2 separate regions of the Mus musculus genome follow, and region 1 is linked to region 2. The links are chromatin contacts, called in public promoter capture Hi-C maps. All regions are on one chromosome and are shown on one strand. Each heading gives the region's core, a stretch centred on a gene start, on an enhancer-like site or on the middle of the called end of the contact. The rest is flanking DNA. Distances are from core to core; before and after follow the strand shown. Region 1 holds the start of Syt6 (synaptotagmin VI). Region 2 holds the start of Nhlh2 (nescient helix loop helix 2).

The links. Promoter capture Hi-C pulls out the DNA fragments that hold promoters and counts their contacts.
Region 1: a promoter capture Hi-C map of hippocampal neurons shows a contact between it and region 2, with 2.4 times the contacts expected there. The contact joins the promoter of Syt6 here to the promoter of Nhlh2 in region 2. A contact is called at or near these places in 2 of 39 promoter capture datasets (hippocampal neurons and liver).

Annotation. Positions count from the first base shown.
Region 1 is chr3:103,573,887-103,576,586 of GRCm38.p6, forward strand. Syt6 (synaptotagmin VI) reads left to right here and starts at 1,359. Exons shown (of 8, transcript NM_018800.5): 1 at 1,359-1,654. The coding sequence starts at 1,492.
Region 2 is chr3:102,008,760-102,011,459 of GRCm38.p6, forward strand. Nhlh2 (nescient helix loop helix 2) reads left to right here and starts at 1,386. Exons shown (of 3, transcript NM_178777.3): 1 at 1,386-1,566; 2 at 1,976-2,300.

The sequences.
Region 1 (2,700 bases), core at 109-2,608, 1.6 Mb after region 2:
GCAGGCTCTAGGGACCCGGGTGGAAGCTGCGAACCCGCTATAATAGCCCCTCCCCACTCTTCCCTAACACAGCGCGCACAAGCTGATTATACCAACCGAATCTTCAGCACCGCGGACAGGGACACTGCGCCTGTTAGGAGAACCTCCAGGCTGAGAGAAGAGGTCTCTTAGGTTGAGGCCTTTCTCTTGCTACCCTGGGCACTGTCTGTCTCGTGTTTGCAACTATAAGGGCCAGTTGATGCGGCTGGTACAGATGGTGCATGGTGGTGATCGTCTGGAGCTACCGCTCCAAATCTCCTCTCTCTGGAACCTGAGTCGCAGCCCAAGCCACCTCCAATTAACGTGTATTCGGAGGAAGGACCCTCCTCCCTGACCACTCTCACTTGCACACACCAGCCCCGTAGCTGCAGGTGCAGGGGCTCCAGCTAAAGTTTCTTTCCCAGATCCTACTTCGGAAAGGCAACACAATGATGATAGGTGAAGGGTGGGAGTCTACTGTGATAGGGCCTTAAGGGAGTCGCTCTCCTGTCTGTTAGCAATGGCTCCTAGATTTCCAGGCCTGGGTGAAAGCATCCCGAAACTAACAGCCACCCTGCTTCTGAGTCTCACTTCACAGTTCCTGAGGGGAGCTCCTTTTACAGTCTAGCCTCCTATTTAGATTTCCGTCTTTTTGGTCCTTGTTATATATGCTTCATACAAAAATATATTATTTATGGTGGGTTTGGTCTGATGCGTGGAGGTGGGTCTGGTGGGAACCGAACCCCTTTCTGAAATGCTCCCCACTCCTATTCAGAAACTTTCTCCTCCTGTTGCCATGGAGAGAGACGGCCGCTGCCTCCAGTCGCCATAGCAACGTGCGGGTGCCTCGGACCGCAAGATTGCGGGGCTCTGAAAGTCTTCTTTACAGTTCCCCTCGCTCTGCCGTCTTGGGGTCTTATATCTCCGAAGCCCAGACCCGGAAAGTCTGGCTAACTTCTCCTGTTAACTCTCTTTGCAGGGTCCTCCCGCCATACAGTCAGACCACTCCTTTTTATGTTGTGTTATTGCGATGCCCACTTGTTTGGCATGTGGCAGTTTCCCCAACGTTTTCACAAGCACTACCTATATATTCCCAGGGAGCTCATAGAGCACCAGTAATTATTACACCTCGTTTACGAAATGGAAAACTGAGTCCCAGAAAGGCCCAAGGTCATATCCGCAGTGAGGACTCAGTTGGCCTTGATCCTGCATGATGTGGGACAGCGGGGTTGGAACCTGCCCGGACTCAGGCAAGTCCCTGAGTGTGGAGGGGGCGGCCGTGAGGCGCCAGACTTGCCAGCTGCCGCGGGATGCCACGTGAGGGGCGGGGACCCTGCGGGGAAGTGATTAAAAGCAGAGCGGAGCCTCAGGGGGCCGCTGCGGGGAGGGTCTTCTTGGGGCCTTCTTACCCCGCCCCAGTCCGGCCGCGGCTGGAGTTCGAGCCACTACTCCGCTGGCCTGAGTGTCCGGGGCATGAGCGGGGTTTGGGGGGCCGGAGGGCCTCGGTGCCAGGCGGCGCTCGCGGTCCTGGCTTCTCTGTGCCGGGCCCGGCCGCCCCCTCTCGGGCTGGACGTTGAGACTTGTCGGAGCTTCGAGCTGCAGTCCCCGGAGCAGAGTCCAAGCGCGGCAGACTCAGGTACTGGGAGACCCAGGTCCCTCTCCACTCCTGGATTTCTCTTCTCAGTGGCCTCCCCTGCCCAAGGTACCAGCCCAAGGGCCCCAGAACCTCAGAAGTCTAGCTCGGAGTCCCAGTCTGGGTCAGTTCCCTGGCTCACCGCCCGCAGGGAGAGATTCGAAGAGGACCTGAGAGGAGAGAACCCTTCTCCTTCCAGGTCACTAATTATGAGAGCCCGGAGATGCGGCATCCTTGGGGCCTCAGTTTCCCTTGTGTCTTGGGCTCATCCCAGGAGCGATTGGCCAGGGTGAGGGGAATGGAGACGTCCTGGGCACGGAGGAAAGCTGTGTTTCAGGGGGTGGGGGGCTGTCCAGGGTTCAGGATCTAGGATCCAGGGCTCATTAGTGACTGGGTAAAGGCTGGCGGTGCCACTGGGCTTGGGAAAAACTTGCGCCTGCAGCTGGCACGCGGTCTTTGTGTCCAGGTTTCTCAGCAGCGAGTGGCTGTCTGCGTCTCGCCGGGGGGGAGGGGGGACGGGGGGCGGGGTGGGGAGAGTGTCGTGGCGTACCCCCACCCCCACCCGGCACCCCTATAACTCGCTTCCTCGGTCTCTCTCTGACTCACTCGGACTCCGGGCGGGTGTTCAACTGAGCCGGTGCCTCTCACCGACTTTGCCAGGCGGGAACCTCCTGCCCCGGCCCCGCGGACCCTGCGCCGGACGCAACCCCGGCAGCCGCCAAGTCTAGGCGGCAGCCCGAGCCGAGTCCAGCTCCTGAGCCCGGGTGAGTCCTGAGCCCGAGCCCCTCGGGGACCCGGTCCTGCGTGCAGCCGCGACGTCTCGCGGGAGTCGCGACAAGAGGGGTGGCGTGTCGCGCCCTGGCGGCGGGAGCCGCGGGAGTGTCCGCGGCGTGACAGCCGACCGGCCCGGGTATGTACCTGCTGCACCAGTCTTTGCCGCCAAGCTCTCCTGCTGCAGCGGGATCCTTTGTCCCGCAATTAGGAGGGTACAGGACAGAGGAAGTATGGGTCGTGTCCCCTCGGAGGGAAGGGCCCGGGGGCAGCCTGCG
Region 2 (2,700 bases), core at 136-2,635:
TGAGGAACCCAGAGGGCCACTCTCTAGGTGGGTAGCTCTACAGCCCTCCCCTGAGGACAATACCTCTTTATAGGACAAAGGTGATTATGAAGAGAAAGTGAAGGTTCTCCTCTCCACAAAAACTCACCTAGGAACAGGGAGACAGGAGGTTGGCTATTATTCTCTCATTTCCTCTAAGCTTAATCAATCTAAAAAAAAATAGTATTTGGGTGTGATGGTACATGCCTTTAATCCCAACACATGAGAAGCAGAAACAAGCATATCTCTATGAGTTTGAGGTCAGCCTGGTCTCCATGGTGAGGGTCAGGCCAGCCAGGGCTGCATAGTGAGACCTTGTCAAAAATACCAAAAAGAAAGAAAGACAGGAAGGAAGAAAGGAAGGAAGATAGACAGAAAGAAGACAGAATTAGTGGTATCACTGGCAATGTGTAAATAATAGCAAATAATATATAATTGATAGTGACTAACAGTAAATTTCCCTTAATTTTGTAAAACACATAAATTTGGGACTGGAGGTCATCTTAGGCAAAGGCATTGCATGCTAGAATACTTAATATTTACATTTTAGCACAATTACATTGCCACCCAGCTAAATATATTCACTCACGTGTTAGGATGGGCAAGAATAAAGTACTGTCTTTGCACATACTGTGTGTCATATTTTACAGCGAATAATGAACATGAGTAAATGGGTAAAGAAAAAGAAAACCAAACATAACTCAAAAAGTAGAATTATCTAGTGGTCTCTAACTACTTGGATTCTGCTCCTAATTCCACCAATGATTTAAACTAATGTGTCAAACGTCCTTTAAAATATCATCTATTAATAAGCTGGTCTCATAGTAGAACCTTTCTCCAAAACATCCATATGCTTAAATAATCATGATTAAAGCATCCTCTAAAAGACACTTCACTTTACATAAATGTTAGCATTGCCTGTCTGGATCGTTCACCTTAATTACAGTGTCATAGACAGAATATGCTTTCATGTGCCCAGCACAACTATTTTTCTAACTATTGATTTAAAAAAATGCTGGCTCACAAAATGCCAGAGGAATTTTCCATGTTCATATAGTGTCTACTTGCACTTAAATATTGCATCAATAATCTGAAAACAAGGAACCGCCTGTGTGGCCAGACGCTGTAGATGCTATGGCTTCTATCATGGGCTGCTTTCAACTGCTATATTTTATGGCACAGATTCAGTGGGAATCTGATCTGCTAAAATATTTGGGCTGTGAAAACTCCCACACTGTGACAGATGTCAAGTCCAATTAAGTGACTCGTGTCCAGGTTTCTGTCCAATAGGATTTCCCATTAAATATCAATTTAGGGGGAAAAAATTCCATCCCCCTTCTTAAGCCTTTATCTCTTCCACCATCTCCAGGCTAAATCAATTGGTACCAGAAGAGCCAAGAAGCCACACAGGCAGCTGCCTCTCCTCTCTGGCTCTCCCAAGCTCCCCTTTCTCTGCTTCCCTGTCACTGTTACTCCAGAAGACGTCCACTTCTCTCCAATCTCTCTCCAGCATCTCCAAGCTACTGACTATATACATTTCACCACAAGGTAAAGAGGGGAGGGAGTGGGGTAGGGTAGGGGGTGTAACCAAACCTTGAAAGACTTTGAAACTGCAAAATTGGCGTCTGCTTATACAACACAGAAGTAGATGAGGGACAAGACAGAGGCAACCTTAAGCCCTAGTTACTGTATTGTTGTTCCTGGGAACTGGGGAGACACCGGCTGAACAAAGCATTATCTTGAAGAAGAAGAGAAAAATCACTTCTGAGCCCCTTCCATCCCTGACCGCACTTCCCAGTTTCGCCCCAGCCCGATTAAGGGAAGGGAAGGAGTCCTCAAGGAATGGAATTTTATCTTAACCATCTTTCTTATTGATTATTCTGCTATTAGAAAGTGGAGGAATCGTCCCTTTGATGTGATTGTTTTTATCTCAGCATCTCTTTTGTTATTTATACAGCCCTTTGAGTGGGGAGGCGTGAGGTTTCAACACTTCGACTTATAAAGATCAACAACGAATTTTCCTGAAATGTTTAAGAACAGTTAAAAACAAACCAACAAACAAACAAACGGGCGTTTTCAATCCATCAACTAAGTGAACAACCATACACCCGCTAAGACACCGCCGCTCGTTGTGGTGGTCGGCGAGATGACAGCTGCTTTTTCATCTGCGAATGTAATAAATATTGGCTGCTTTTAATATTTGCCAGGATCTCTCCTCCTTGTTTCCTGGAATTTTAACTCTAAAAGATTGACGAAAAGATTATCGACAGGGCTCTTGCAAGGTAAGACATCTTCACGTCTCTTTTTCTTTAGATTAAGTTGAGTCATATTGTATTTTATAGATGTATTCCTCACACATGGTCATAGACTTAAATGCCCACGAGAAATACCATTTATGACTATTTAAATATCTGGAGGATTTAAACGCGTGGGGGGACAGCCCGGGAACTTTTTGTCCGATCTGTAACTATGTCGTGGTTTGCTATGATTTTTCTCCCTGTGTATTTCTACCTCTTCACGCCAACTGCGTAGGTGTGAGTTGTTTCACTTATAAACGTAGAGAAAAGCCTGGGGGGCGGGGGGAGCAGCATGCAGTTCGTTTGGTTCATTTATTGTTATTCTGAGGATCCGTTTTCCTTGCACGGAAAGCTGTTTCTGAGCTCAGGTCTCTCCTGGGCAAAT